Linked DNA regions of Rattus norvegicus: region 2 is linked to region 1. Evidence: chromatin contacts called from public Hi-C data. All regions are on one chromosome and are shown on one strand. The core of a region is the stretch at or near the end of the contact, and the rest is flanking DNA. Distances in the headings are between cores, read along the strand shown.

What was found. A called contact is a pair of places that touch in the nucleus more often than the background predicts.
Region 2: a contact with region 1 is called in a Hi-C map of Schwann cells, with 6 times the contacts expected there. The contact joins two enhancer-like sites. A contact is called at or near these places in 12 of 12 Hi-C or Micro-C datasets (the A7r5 cell line, the Rat2 cell line, Schwann cells and 7 more).

Annotation. Positions count from the first base shown.
Region 1 is chr4:84,237,028-84,243,764 of GRCr8, reverse strand. No RefSeq gene overlaps it. Among named protein-coding and RNA genes, the nearest start is that of Tril, 17 kb to the left of the region's middle. Within about 2 kb of position 4,079, at least 6 of the 93 cell types and tissues checked have an H3K27ac peak or open chromatin away from gene starts, as enhancers often do. A contact at or near this core is called in Schwann cells, where this site is marked.
Region 2 is chr4:84,392,181-84,398,917 of GRCr8, reverse strand. Cpvl (carboxypeptidase, vitellogenic-like) reads left to right here. Exons shown (of 13, transcript NM_001029927.1): 4 at 6,703-6,737. Among named protein-coding and RNA genes, the nearest start is that of Cpvl, 20 kb to the left of the region's middle. Within about 2 kb of position 3,002, at least 7 of the 93 cell types and tissues checked have an H3K27ac peak or open chromatin away from gene starts, as enhancers often do. A contact at or near this core is called in Schwann cells, where this site is marked.

The DNA.
Region 1 (6,737 bases), core at 2,830-5,329:
GATAATTTATGAATTTCTTTCTGTTGCAGAAAGACAGGTGTTTCCGTGAGATAAGGGAAACTGTAGACACGAATTGAAGCACAAGCAAGGAACCCTGCCAGGTCAGTGGTTATCTGTGGTTGCCAGAGAGAGCAGCCTCAGTGGCTGATGGGACCGCTGACCTTGGCCTATGTTTCATCATCACACCAGGGGACAGAAGCTAAGATCTCCATCCTTGTGAACGCACAGCAAGGAAAGGAGGCTCATCCCTGTGGGGAAGAATCTTCTGTGTCAGTGGATCCCTCTGCTGAGGGACAGGGGCAGAGAAAGGGATAGAAAATGGGGAGGGAAGAAGGGAGGGGAAGAGAGAGAGAGAGAGAGAGAGAGAGAGAGAGAGAGAGAGAGAAGAGGGGGGAGAGGGGAGAGGGAGAGGGAAAGGGAGAGAGGGAGATGGGAGGGAGGGAGGGGGTAGAGGTTTGGTTTCTTATATATATTCTTTCCTCTTTCAACTATTTTTGTATTTTTACTGAAGAGGGAAAAATGGCTTTGGACTCTCATCCTTATCAGAAAGCTCACATTCACAGAAGCTATTCCAGTCCACAAGACTTTCAAGGGCATAGTTTTTCCTTATATGGGAGCTGAGCAAGGCTGCAGACCTTGGACAATCTATGTTAGCATCTCTCCGGCTGTGATTGCAGTCTGATTAGGGGAGGCCGCGGTGAGTGATGTGACCTTGGAGAGATGTGTGCTTTCTTCCCCACACTGACCTTACTACAGCACTCACTGATTTCTGGCCCGGGATTTACAGTACATCTTCAAGATTCTCTGGGATAATAGGACACAGCTGCTTGGGAGCCTGCGTGGAGATCATGCTTAGTCTGTCGCTATGCTAGGTCAAGGGCAATAGTACCATGGTACCATTGAGGCTGTATTTCTGGTAAATTTTTGACACCTGTAACATGTTAGGGCATCCAGAACAAAGAATTACATACTTGGAGTCTCAAACCATAGAACCAGGTCATCTCAGCCTGGAGGATGACGGTCCAAAAGGATACCCCAGGGTGGGTTCACTCTGAGGCTTGGGAGCTCATCTAGTTTCCACCGGCCTGGCTCACAGTCTGCTCTTCCTCTGCCTTTGGACCCTCAGTCTGCTCCCATCTCTGAACCACATATCTTCCCTGTGTTCAAATGCCCTTGTCCAGCTAAAACAATGGACTAGAGGACCAACCTACTCTATATGACTTCGTGTTGACTAATTGTGTCTACAGAAACCCGACTTCCACATAGGGAATAGAACTCACATACAGATTTGGAGGGGAAACAATGTAATTCATACTGCTATTCTATCCTTCGGTGATTGGATTATTGACCAGCAGGTGAGGGCAGGAAAGCAGTGGGGGGCTGGCAGGATGCCTAATGTTTTCAGACAAAGAATCTGGACATCTGGATGTAGGAAAGTGAAGTGTAAGTGGGGAAGAAGGTAGAGGATTCCAGCTCGTTCATTAGAATGTTCATTGCTTTGAAGAGGCTGGCAGCGTCTGAAGTGAAATAGGGTGTAAGGGTCAAAGAGGGTTTAGCCTCCAGTGGCTCGCAGATTTCAGTTTCTCAGACAACATTTCTCAAGTTCTTGGCCTGACGCCTTCAGGAATATGGGGTGCTCCTCTGAAAGGCCTGATTCTCCAATATGGTGGGGATGGAATGGGAAGGACCAGCTCCTGTCAGATTCCCTTCTCATTAATTACCGATGTTGCAGTGCTCTAAAAGTACTTTTGGGGGGAATGGGGTGAGGAGGTGAATAAGAGTACTTGCTGCAAGAGGACCCCAATTCAAATTCCCAGCACCCACAAAAGAGCTGGATGTGGTCACGTGAGCCTTTCAGAATTAAGGGTTAGAGACAGGAGGAGCTGGGAGCTTGCTGTTCAGCTAGCCTGCCTGAGTGAAATGCTTCCAGTTCATTGAGAGACTCTCTCAGAAAAGAAAGTAGAGAGCGGTGGGGTAAAGCAGCTGAGGCCAGCCCTCCTCAACCATGGCATGGATGCCATGGCAGAGATGAATTCAGCCAAGCCCCGTGCCTTGTCAGGCCCTTATGTGTGTGTCTCAGTTTTCTATGAAGCTCATTGGATCCCGTGACACAGGGACAATGAAAGCCAGGCTCTGTGCATAAGGAATCTGTGAAATGTAAGTTATTTTTATATTTAGGATAATGATATGTCTCTGGGGTATTGTGTTATTAACACAAAGATGTTTCAAAGTCTGGAAGAAAAGTTGAAATCCTAAACACTTCTGGTCCTCAGAATTTTGGGTAAGAGATACAAAACTTGAGAACCCATCTTCCAGGTACAGTAGCAGAGTCTCTCAAGTATTTATATATTTCTTTATTTTTTAAGATTATAATACAATTACATAATTTCCCTTTCCTTTCCTCCCTCCAACTTCTCCCAGGTACCATTTTCTTGTTCTATGTCTTAGTCAGGGTTCTCTAGAAAGAGAATCAGGCTGAATGAATATCTACCTATCCCTTCATCCATATATATATATATATGATTTAATTAGATTATTACAGGCTATGGTCCAACTAGTCTAACAGTGGCTGTCTCCTGACAGAAAATCCAAGAATCCTGTAGTTGTTCTGTATGAGGCTGCATGTCTCGGCTGCTCTTCGGAATATGCTGAAATCCTGAAGAGGTGAGCTCTAATGCCAGTGAGGGAATGCCTCAGCAGCAGGATAGATGGACTCACCAGTGAGAGTGAGGGCAGACAGGCAAAACTTCTTCTTCCCTGTCCTCGTCCTTTTATAGGCTGCCAGGAGAAGGCATGTCCCTCATTAAGTACAGGTCTTCCCACTTCGAATGATCCCATCGAGGAAAGTCCTTCATAGGCATGCCCAGCTTGGGTTTTAGTTGATCCACTTATCGTCAAGTTGACAACCATGATTAGCAATCACAGTCTCAAATTCTTGGCCTCTTTTCCGTGTGTGTGTGTGTGTGTGTGTGTGTGTGTGTGTGTGTGTGTGTGTGTGCGCGCGCGCGCGCGCGCGCATGTGTGCACATGTGTGCATTCTTAAATACACAAATACAACCATCTCATTTGTGCACCACTGCTAGCATGTATGTTTTCAGGGTTGACCAGTTGGCATGCTCTTCCCAGAGCAAGGCTGTTTCTCCCACTCTCAGCATTCCTTAGTTGCCTGCCATTCTTTCACTAGGGCTGAGGCCTCATTGGCCTTGCCCTAGATGTAGGAGGCGTGGGAGGTGTGTGCTCTAATGTGAGGATCAGGCAGATTCCCCAGGCCTAAACCCTGGAGAAAGGTTTGCAGAATCTCAAGGCTCAGGTTTTAATGACTTTCCAAGGGTTCCCAGGAGGTAAACTGTAACAAAACCCTGCACAGTCCATATTTGGGTGTCAATTTTTGAGAAACATAGACTTGAGCGCTTTAAAAAAGTTTGTGTTGGGGTTGGGGATTTAGCACAGTGGTAGAGCACTTGCCTAGCAAGCACAAGGCCCTGGGTTCAGTCCCCAGCTCCGGAAAAAAGAAGAAAAAAAAAAGAAAAAATCATGAACCAAAAAAGTTTGTGTTGAGATAAGAATTCACTTGGGACTAGTTTAAGTGAGACTAGGTTTATATGACACTGCTCTTCCCTTGTCCCACTGAGATGCACTTAAAATTCTGGCTTTCATTTCCATTTGAAGTATGAGGAAAATGTAGGCTTCCTTCCTTCCTTCCTTCCTTCCTCCCTTCCTTCCTTCCTTCCTGTCCATCTGTCTATCCATCCATCCATCCATCCGTCTGTCTGTCTGTCTTTCCGTCTTTTCACTATTTATTTATTTACTTACTAGCTGGAACATCTTGTTACAGAATGTCCTGGTCCTCTCCCAAGTATGTAGACTTGTCCCCCTGAGGCGTATCTGTTAGGCAGTGACTCATAATCTAGTCATCTGGTGGGAGCCCCCTTTGTAACTTTCTCTCTTTCTTTTCACCAAATATTTCCAGGCTCTGCCAGCTGAGGGAGATGTTCAGCGGTGTCCTGACTGCACAGCCTCTTGTGCACCCAGCTGACAAGTGGTAGCCAGTGTCTGCAGTCAGAGGAACGTGATGTCCTTCTGGTTCGAGACGAACCTCCACCCTGGACACAAAGCCTTTGAGCACAATGGGCCTTTGACCAGTTCTACTTAGGAAGAGGTGCTTGTTGGTGGATATGGGGATGATGACAGTGAAACTCAATTGCTGGATCCCAGAGGTCTGCCGCGAGTGATAATAAATTAGGAAACAAGCTTTGGAGACTGCATAGCATGTATAATGGGATATTGACAACCAAGCAAACAAACCCTGAGCATTCATTTAATTATAGATGTTACAGTTTCCCCACCAAAAAAAATGATTTTACCAGCTGACCTTCCATTCTGGTCATAAAAGAATATGCCTGAGATGTAGCCAAGACATTTTGTCTTCAACACATGATGTTGTTGTGGCTGCTCCTACAATGCACCTGACCTCTGGGCAATGGTACTTAGGGAGGAAGTAGGCCTGGGAGAGCCTCCCAAAGCCACAGGACTCATCTGCTGCAGCTCATCGATGCTCACTGCCTGTGGCCTTGGGTTGCCATCCCCAGGGGAGGTTTGAATGGGGCATAACCTCAGAAGGTCTGGCTAGCACTGATCACTGGCACCCATCAGAGAAGGCAAGGCTCACATCGTATCATTCATGATGGCAGAATCAGCTTTCCCACCACCGATCTCTTCTCATTCCTAACATATCCACCCGGAACTGCTGGCTTAAGGCGGCAGTTACAGCATCGGCCAGTTGTGACTTCCACCCATGTGGAAAGCCAGTCTGGTGTAAGAGCTGCCGACTTTTGTCTATGCTTGCACGCTTTGGTAACATTTCTTCCACAGTGTAATTCCAGCATGAGCAGCAGGGGAAAGACACCAAGGTAACCTAGATCTGGCTAACCGTAGACTCTGACACATCCACAGGCAGCTTGAAAGGATGATTCCGAGGGAATAGTAAAGTCAGGGAAGCATCACTGGCTCGGGGGTCAATCTTGATGAAAGCAGGGAAGGACTAAGATCACTAAGCTGCTGTAGGAGAGCTAGGGGCTTACAGAAAGGCAGTCATTATCACCCTCCTTCACTGTCTTTTCCCGTTTGTCAGGATTCCAGTATCCAAGTAGATGAATTAAAACTAGTGAACGAAGGCACCACAAAAGAAGATGACTGAGGAACTCTTTTCTGAATTTGCTGGATGGTGTATCTTCCACGTGTGGTGCATGGTCATTGGGGGCTTCTATAGGCCCCATTCTTTGCTAAAAGAATTATCTCCCTTCTCAACACTTACGGAAGGGCTGTAAGCCTAGATTCATCGTGCAGACTTCCGGACTCCATCAGGATGCCAACTCCCTTTCTAAGGTGGGCAGAGTAGAGCCTCTTAGGAGTTGAATAACAGCAGCATCTGTTTTTGTGGAGCTTAATAGGGTGAGCACAGGGAGTTTGGGGCCACTCTGCTCAGTCATGCACCCAGAGCATTGGAGATTGGAGTGGGGGAGCTGAGACTGAGATTGAAGCGGGCCAGGGACTGCTATGGTTCTGGGTGACTCTACTTCCTGCTTCTCATCTAGACTGTTGTGCTTTACTCAGAGATTCCCCTGGTTCACCCTAACCATTCCCCATTTTTTTCTCAGCAGCTCCTTTTGTGATTTGTTCTCTTCCTTATTGTTTCCGGTTTAGCATCAGTCCCGCTTAGCGTAGCGTTGGTAATGCGTGTGGCTGAAGTATAGGATGAAGGGTTAGAGCTGGCTTAGCACTGAGGATGGACTCACGGTAGAATGGCTAACTTCTTCCAAAAAATGAGCCACTGTTTCTCTCCCTTTGGCCTTGACCTAGCTCCTGTGGTTGGTTCTTCCGTAAGCCCCTAGTTCTCCTTTTGCGGCACAGTGGTCTCAGTCTTTCCCTACTAACATTGCGATTGACCCCACCCCCACGCCCCACCCCCACGCCCCACCCCCACGCCAGTGCCTTTTCCATGACCTTATTCCCAAGGGCTCGGAAACATCTAAGCTATTCACATTATTTCATCAGAGCCAGTGTGCTGGCACGCGGTGGCTCCCTGCCTTAGCACTAGCCAAGATTAGGGGTGGATGTTCTCATTACAATGAGACAGAGCTCTCAGGACCCAGAGAAGAGGATTTCACCGTCCCTCTGTCTCCTGTGAAACTTAATTCTGGAAAGTAGCCATATTTTGCCTGCACTGCTTCCTGCCCCTGGTAGAAAAGGGATTTCATGTAGTAACCCAGCAGTTCCCGAGCCTGCACAGGGCGGCTGGCTAGAAAGTAGGGCACACAGAAAGAAAGGATCCAAGCCACTCAGGAGCCTGCACTGGGTTGCTAGCTAGAAAGCGGGACACCCAGAAAGGGTTTGTGCACGCATCGCAGCAGACCTTGGAGGCCCTCTAGAGACAGTCAGTGATGTCCCTCAGGTCTAACTTTTTAACACATGGAAGGGCAGGGATGTTGCCAGCTGTTTTCAAGTGGGCAAGCTAGTGCAGTCTCTTAAGGAAGGGAGGACTTGAGACTTTATTTCCTATACCTTTGGTCTCTGTCTTCCAAAGAGAGCACAGGGTGTGTGTGATAGTGTTAGGAACAGTAGTCACCATTTAACATTGGCAGGAAAGAGTCAGACTGTCCGGTGTTTAGGTCAGCAAGACACAAAGCTAGGTTTTCGGTGAGCACTTTCTTTAAGAGTCTTGGAGCCTCTATGTTTCC
Region 2 (6,737 bases), core at 1,753-4,252, 160 kb before region 1:
CTGTCCGGTTCTCCTTGATGCTGTCTGTGTCCCCTCTGGCTGTAGCAGACATGCCTCTTGGAGCAGACTTACAGCCTAGCATTCCTGGCTAAACCAAGTAACTTGTTAATCACACAGGGAAACGGCTATGTGATTCTCATTCTTGACATATCAGTAGGCTTTCCTTCTTCGGGCACTTGGCCAACGTGACTGAACCATAGTTCCAGGCTTTCTCGGCCTTAGCTATGGAACCAACAGGGATTCACCAATGTGTGCTTAAAGGTATAGTGTGATTAGCCAAGTTCATTCACATCAGGTGATCTTCCTTGATCCAGTCAGCCAAGGATCATGTGATATAAACATGACTGATGGGCCTTTTCTATGATGAATGGATGTAGGGACCGGTTCTGTGAAAGGCTTAAGGGTCAACAGATTTCTCAAACTATACCCTTTGCAGGTGGTTACAGAACCACTGGCAATGTCAAGGCATTGGAGGCCATGGGTCAGTATCTTCCTATTTCTTTCTTGGTGTCCTTGAGGCACCAAGGACCCGAAATAACAAAGCCATATGAAACAAACCAATGTAGCCCAAAATTGTAAATTATAGACCTCTCTATTAATAAGTACATTAGGACACTGCAGAAGACTTTTTGTGCCCAATTGTCCTCCACGTGGGGAAATGAAGATTCTACACAAAGGCAGAAGTTATTAACCTTTCCAGTCATCTTTCATCTTATCTAGATCCAGAAATGAGACCAGACTCTCACATCCTCACTGCCTCTCATTCCTTCTAAGCTGTGGCTTTCTTGCCTGGGGCTCTAAGAAGCTTTCCCCACCTCCTAGGATGTTTAGGGAAGAGCCTTCTGAGGAGCCTATAGGCTTAGAGCTGCTCCTTGATGAGATAAATCAACGCTTGACAAGAATTCAGGGGAGCTTGGGGATGATCTAAGAAGATGGGGGGGGGAGCTGAAAAAGTTAATGTTCCCTATGAATGATCACAGGAAAGGACGGTTTAATGGTGTCAATAGGAAGCACAACAAACACCTTCCCTGGGAGCACACGGTTATCTTAAGCAAGCTGTTCACATGTGTTGGGACTATATGTGCAGAATTAAAGTGGTTCTGCAAAGCTATTTAATGATTCTGGTTACAAAACTAATTGCTTTAAATAAAAATCCTTTTCTTTGATTAACATGGTGTGGCAGCTGAGGCATCACCGGTGCAGAGATCTGTGGGCCAGAGTGGGAGTCCGTTCACATATACTTGAGGGGAATTTAAAGACATTTACTTTGGGTACTAATGACTTCAATTAAAAGAGAACATGTCACTTAAAGTAAGCAAGCCTCCAGTCTTTGCATTGCGAAATATAGAGAAGGTCTCATTGATTTACCAAAGCACACTTTCCATTTTAAGCCCAGCTTGAAGTCTGGCAGTGGCTGGCTGTTGCATTCTCTTACTTAGAGTGATGTTTCTTAGTGGGATGGAAGAAAAGGTTGGCTAGAAGAATGGATGCAGATTGGGTACTGGCCAAAACACTGCCCTCACACACGGTAAGCTGTTTAAATTCCCTAGAGCCACCTCGATAGAATTGTCTGTGTAAAACACAATCACTTGTTACACTGTTTTGTTTTGTTTTGCTGTATTCTTTCTTCTTTCATTTATTTATTTATTTACTTACTTACTTTATATCTCGATTGCTGCCCTCTCCCATATAGTCCCTCCCCTCTCCTTCTCCTCTGAGAGAGAGTGGAGGCTCCTCCCCCTTGGATATACCCTCATCCTGACACGTCAAGTCTCTACAGGGTGAATCCTCTCCCACTAAAGCCAAACAAGGTAGCCCAGCTAGAAGAACAAATCCCACATATAGCCAACGGCTGTATACAGTGGGATAGTCCCCGCTCCAGTTGTTCAGGACCCACGTGAAGACTGACCTGCACATCTGCTACAGATGTTTGGAGAGGCCTAGGTTCAGACCGTGTATGCTCTTTGGTTGGTGGTTCAGTCTCTGAGAGCCCCCAAGGGTCCAGGTGAGTTGACTCTGTTGGTCGGCCTGTGGAGTTCCTATCCCCTTCAGGGCCCTTAATCACTGGCTAGATTTTTGATGACGTGACCCAAAATAATCAGCTTGGAAGAGTGAATGCCAATTGGAGAGTTACGTCTATCAGATTGGAATGTGGGGGCTTTTCTTGATTAGTGATTTATGTGGGCAGGTGCCACCCCTAGGCTGGTGATCTTTCCGAGTTATAAGAAGGCAAGCTGAGCAAACCAATAAGCAACATTCCTCTGGTCATTGGTTTAGTTCCTTCCTTGAGCTTTTGCCTCAGTTTCCTTTAATGACGGATTATAAAATGTAAGGTGGAATAAGCGCTTTCCCACCCCAGTTGCTTTTGGTCCTAGTGTTTGTAACAGCAACAGAAAGCAAGCGAGAACAACAGTGTTGATTGAAAGAACTGAAATCGGTGTCTTTAGTCCCCGCTTCCCACCTACTGGCTCTCCATTTCAGCAATCTGTGTAATGTGTAATAGAAATTATGTCTACGGTGTCTTGTTATCTGTCTCTATTGTCTGCGTCTGGCTGGAGATACAGTTTAAATGTCTGGGAGCAGAGCTGATACTTGGAAAGTAATGGGCCACGTCAGGACCAGTTTAGATTTCAGGAATTTTGCTTCCAAGTGACGATCCATGAAGGCACAGGATAATTTTCTTTGCCCATTATTGACAGTAGTGGAATGTGCTAGTGTTGACAGTCGAATGGACAGACTAGAACATTGAGGAAGGAGTAGACAAGTTTGTGACTGGCCACCAGGGGTCGCCAGAGAATTAAGAGGGCAATGGATAAACCAGGCCTCCTTTCCCTCCTCTCCCACTCCTCTTTTTCCCTCCTCTTGACCCGTCTGTTTGTGTAGCCCAGGATGTCACACTTCTATCTTCACTTCCCTAGCGGTGGGGATGGCAGGCGAGTCTTAACACCGCCTCGTTTGTTATCTGTGTACCAGAACCGGTCAGCCTCTTGGACTTCATCCATGTGTAGGCGTGGATCCCACAAGTCTAGGATTCCTCCGCGCCTTCGCATTTCATCGCTTCTTATTTCAGTAGCGCTCGAAATGGTTTTATACTCAGGCCCCTGACTCATTCATAAAGGGTTTCTTTTCTTCATCATCCACCAGATAATTCTTTAGCAGGGGTCCATCCCAAGACATTTTAATAACCACCTCAAAAGCCCTGCCTTTGATTACTCGAACACGCGTTCCCCTGCCTATCTGTCCACATATGTAGCCACACTTAGCTGTCTTCCCACCCACCCCCCACAAAAAAAAACAAACCCCAAAACCCCAAAAAACCCCAACCCCCCCAAAAAAACCCCAAAAAACAAAAAACAAACAAAAACAAACAAAAAACCAAAACCCAACCGGAACTGACTCTTTAAAAAGATACACGACACTGACTGAATGAAGTGTTATGCCCTGTACCTGCTGCTCATATGTATAACAACCTGTGTCTGCATGGAGACACAGAGAAATGAAGGCATGTACTCAAGAACACACAAATATTAAAATAGCTACATGCAACTCCAGTCCTGGCCGTGTGGCTCTCACATCCACACTCTTTACAGAGTGCATCCCAACCACCCACCCCCTTCCCAGCTGTGAGTAGGAGCTAACCCACAGCTTGAGAGAGCAGACAGTGTATGCTATTAGGATGAATTTACACACTGTACTGGATACATGCAGCATGGTGGTGCTATAACTCACTGCTGTGGAGAGACACCTACAACCTGGGGTCCAGTGAGAGACACCAAGATCTCATCACTTAACCGTGTCTACAGCATTTGTGGTGCCCCCAAGTGGAGAATGCACATGGCTTGTGCACAGAGAAGGCTCCTCAGACGTGTCCATGATGAGTTTAGGGAGTGAGACTTGGGATGGCAGGGGGGCAGTTCTTTGAAAATGATCTTTAAAACGCCTTAATTCAGAATATGTCCTCTAGAGCTGAGAGATGGTGGGGTCTGAATTCACCCCTATCAAACCTGAGGATCTGACGGCCCCCTGAGCTACGTGGCAGGAGAGAACCAACTCCCAAAACTTGTTTATTGACGCTCATAGGTGTGCAGTGTAAATAAATAAATAAATGCATAAATAAAAAACACGTGATAAGATTTCAAAGGGAGTACCCTGTTTGAAATATAACAGGTATTGAGGAAAATTACTTTAAGCTTTGAGATGGGGGAACTAAATATCTTGAATCTTAACTATGGTAAGATTAATATTTCCAAAGGTCTGAATTCCATCTTACCTAGAACTAATTAGCAGAAGTTCCTTCTTGCAGTGGCCCCCACGTTTGCAGTGAGGTTTTGTTCAGATCACAATCATGGGTTTCTCCTTTTCCCTGGGAGCAGGGCCTCACCTCTCAGGTGGGAGCTGGCTATGTCACGGAGGATTATCTGTAAGAACTTTATGCCACTTGTGTGGGCCATAGCAAGTATTGTCTATCATGGTTACAGTGCCGTGATTCATCACGCAAGCATGACCTGCTATGGCTGACACTTGGGTCCACAGCATGAAATAGCACCTTCCTATTGAAGTACCTGATTTAGTCATGGCATCAGCGCTTAGGCTGCTTGGCTCACTGGAATAGAAAGACACAATATAGATAAGGCTTTCTTTACAAACGGGTGCTTCCGGGGCTGCCGAGCCCGGAGGAGGAGGCAGGTCAGCTGAGGTTGGAAGCCTGCTAGCTCTTACTACTCCAGCATTCCAAGAATGCTTCACTGCCTCATGAGAACCCCGCTGGGCATGTTGCTGTTTGACTTGTCCTGTAGTGTGGCCTCTCAGGACCAGGCTATTTTTCTGAGTGTCTAGAGATAACCTTAACCCTTCCAGGTCACAGGAAATTGGGGGAGAAGAAGAGAGTAGTGGAGATTAGTTGCCTAGGAGACTGAAAGAGCAGGCTTCCTATCATCTAGCCTTTTTTTTTTTTTTTTTTTTTTTGCTTGCTTGTAAGAAACTTCCAGGAAAAGTTGAGAGTGCCATTCTACAGTAGGGTGGGACAGGGGGATTACAATTCCTGTGGCTTCAGCCAAGGCAGAAGTCATTTGAAAAGAGGTTTCCACTTTGTTTTATTCTACGACCAAGCTTGAGAGCCACTGGTCTACTGCTATATATGAACCTAGGGAGGTTCTGAGGGTGGGGCATCCTGAAGTCAATGTACCCCAACACCCCATACTTCTAAGAGGCTGGGAAGAATGGGGATGACTTCCTTCTAGTTCTTCTGGCTTTCCTACCCCTTGTTGCCTGGAGTTTGCTTTCATTAGTGGGTGAATAAAAGCAGAGGGGACTGGGGGGTCCTGGTGAGTGACAAAGGTTCTGGGGAGAGGTTTACTCATGTGGACAGGCAAAGCACACAGTGGCTCCAGGGAGGGTGGGGCCAGGTGAACAGCATCACTCCTGTCCACACACAGATTTTCATCTTAGAATTCAGTAAAGCTTGTCCTGCTGCCATGGGGTCGGGGAGTGAGGAGGTGGAGGAGACAGAGGGCCAGGCCACCACAGCTCCTTTGTAGGGATGTAGGGCCAGAGCCCCCACCCCCACCCCTCAACCCGGTTCTAGGCTTCCCTCACAGAGCTCGGACACACTGCTCTCGACTTGGGGTTTTCTGCTTTGACTTGATAGAGAAGCTCCCTACCAGACTTGTTTGTGGCATGTCAACATTTGAGGCAGGACAATAAAGGAATGAAAAAATAGACCAGGGATGACAGGGCTAGAGAATAAAAACAAACAAACAAACAAACAAGCTAGGAAGCAGAACACTCTCCTAGTCTTTCTTCTATTTGTGGTTTCTTTGAGTGCAGGTCCCCTCTAAGTTCTTAATGTCCTCCCGTCACATCCGCAGTTACCATTTGCAGAACACAGCCACGCATCAGATTTTATGGAAAGTGCTCCCCCCTCGCCTCCAGTACACATTGTAAACAAAGGTGCCCATGCCTGTTTTACCACTGTGGAAAGTAAAGCCCACCTTGCTTTGGTCTCTTACCCAGAATCACCCAGTTGGGGACAAGCAAAGCCTGGGTTTGCCTCTGGAGAGTTGGCGTAGGTGTTCTTCACTCACCCATGAGACTGAGCTGACTACCGAGTGCCTCAGGCTGGTAGACCGAAAGCCCAGACTCACGGTGGGCCTCAGCACTTTCTGCCCCCCTGTCCCCCCTTGGTTACTATAGCCAATTATGTTTATTGTATCTGAAGGCTCCAGGGCATTTGCTATGTCATTTAATGTCTTGACATTTGGGAGTGGGTCTCCAGCCAGCCCCTCATGACGAAGCTATTCTACAGCTCCCAGGGACATTCTCATAAGTTAGTGTAGCCTCCCACCCACCACAATCTCCTCACAATGTCCTGACAGGAGGAGTACAGCTAACCTAGGTTTTGGCGATACCTACAATTTGTGTGAGGGACTGGGCCAACTAGGGAACAACAGCAGGAGTTATTTGGTCCTTGGAAGATAGAGCATGCAGATGTCAAGATGCTGTCAAGTTCACAGAAAGACTCCAGCATCTGTAAATCCTGAACAGTAAAAGGTGACCAGCCTTTATTTATGGTGGAGTGGGAGCCTTGGGGGCCAGAACCATTCTAGAATGTCGCCAAGGACATGGAAGGCAGAGCAGCGTGCACTCAGGCGTGCTCTGCAGCCTTGGAGCATTTTTGCTCACTAGCTTCTCTGTTCCCTCCAGACACAGCCCGCAGATGCCCCAGTAGTCCTCTGGCT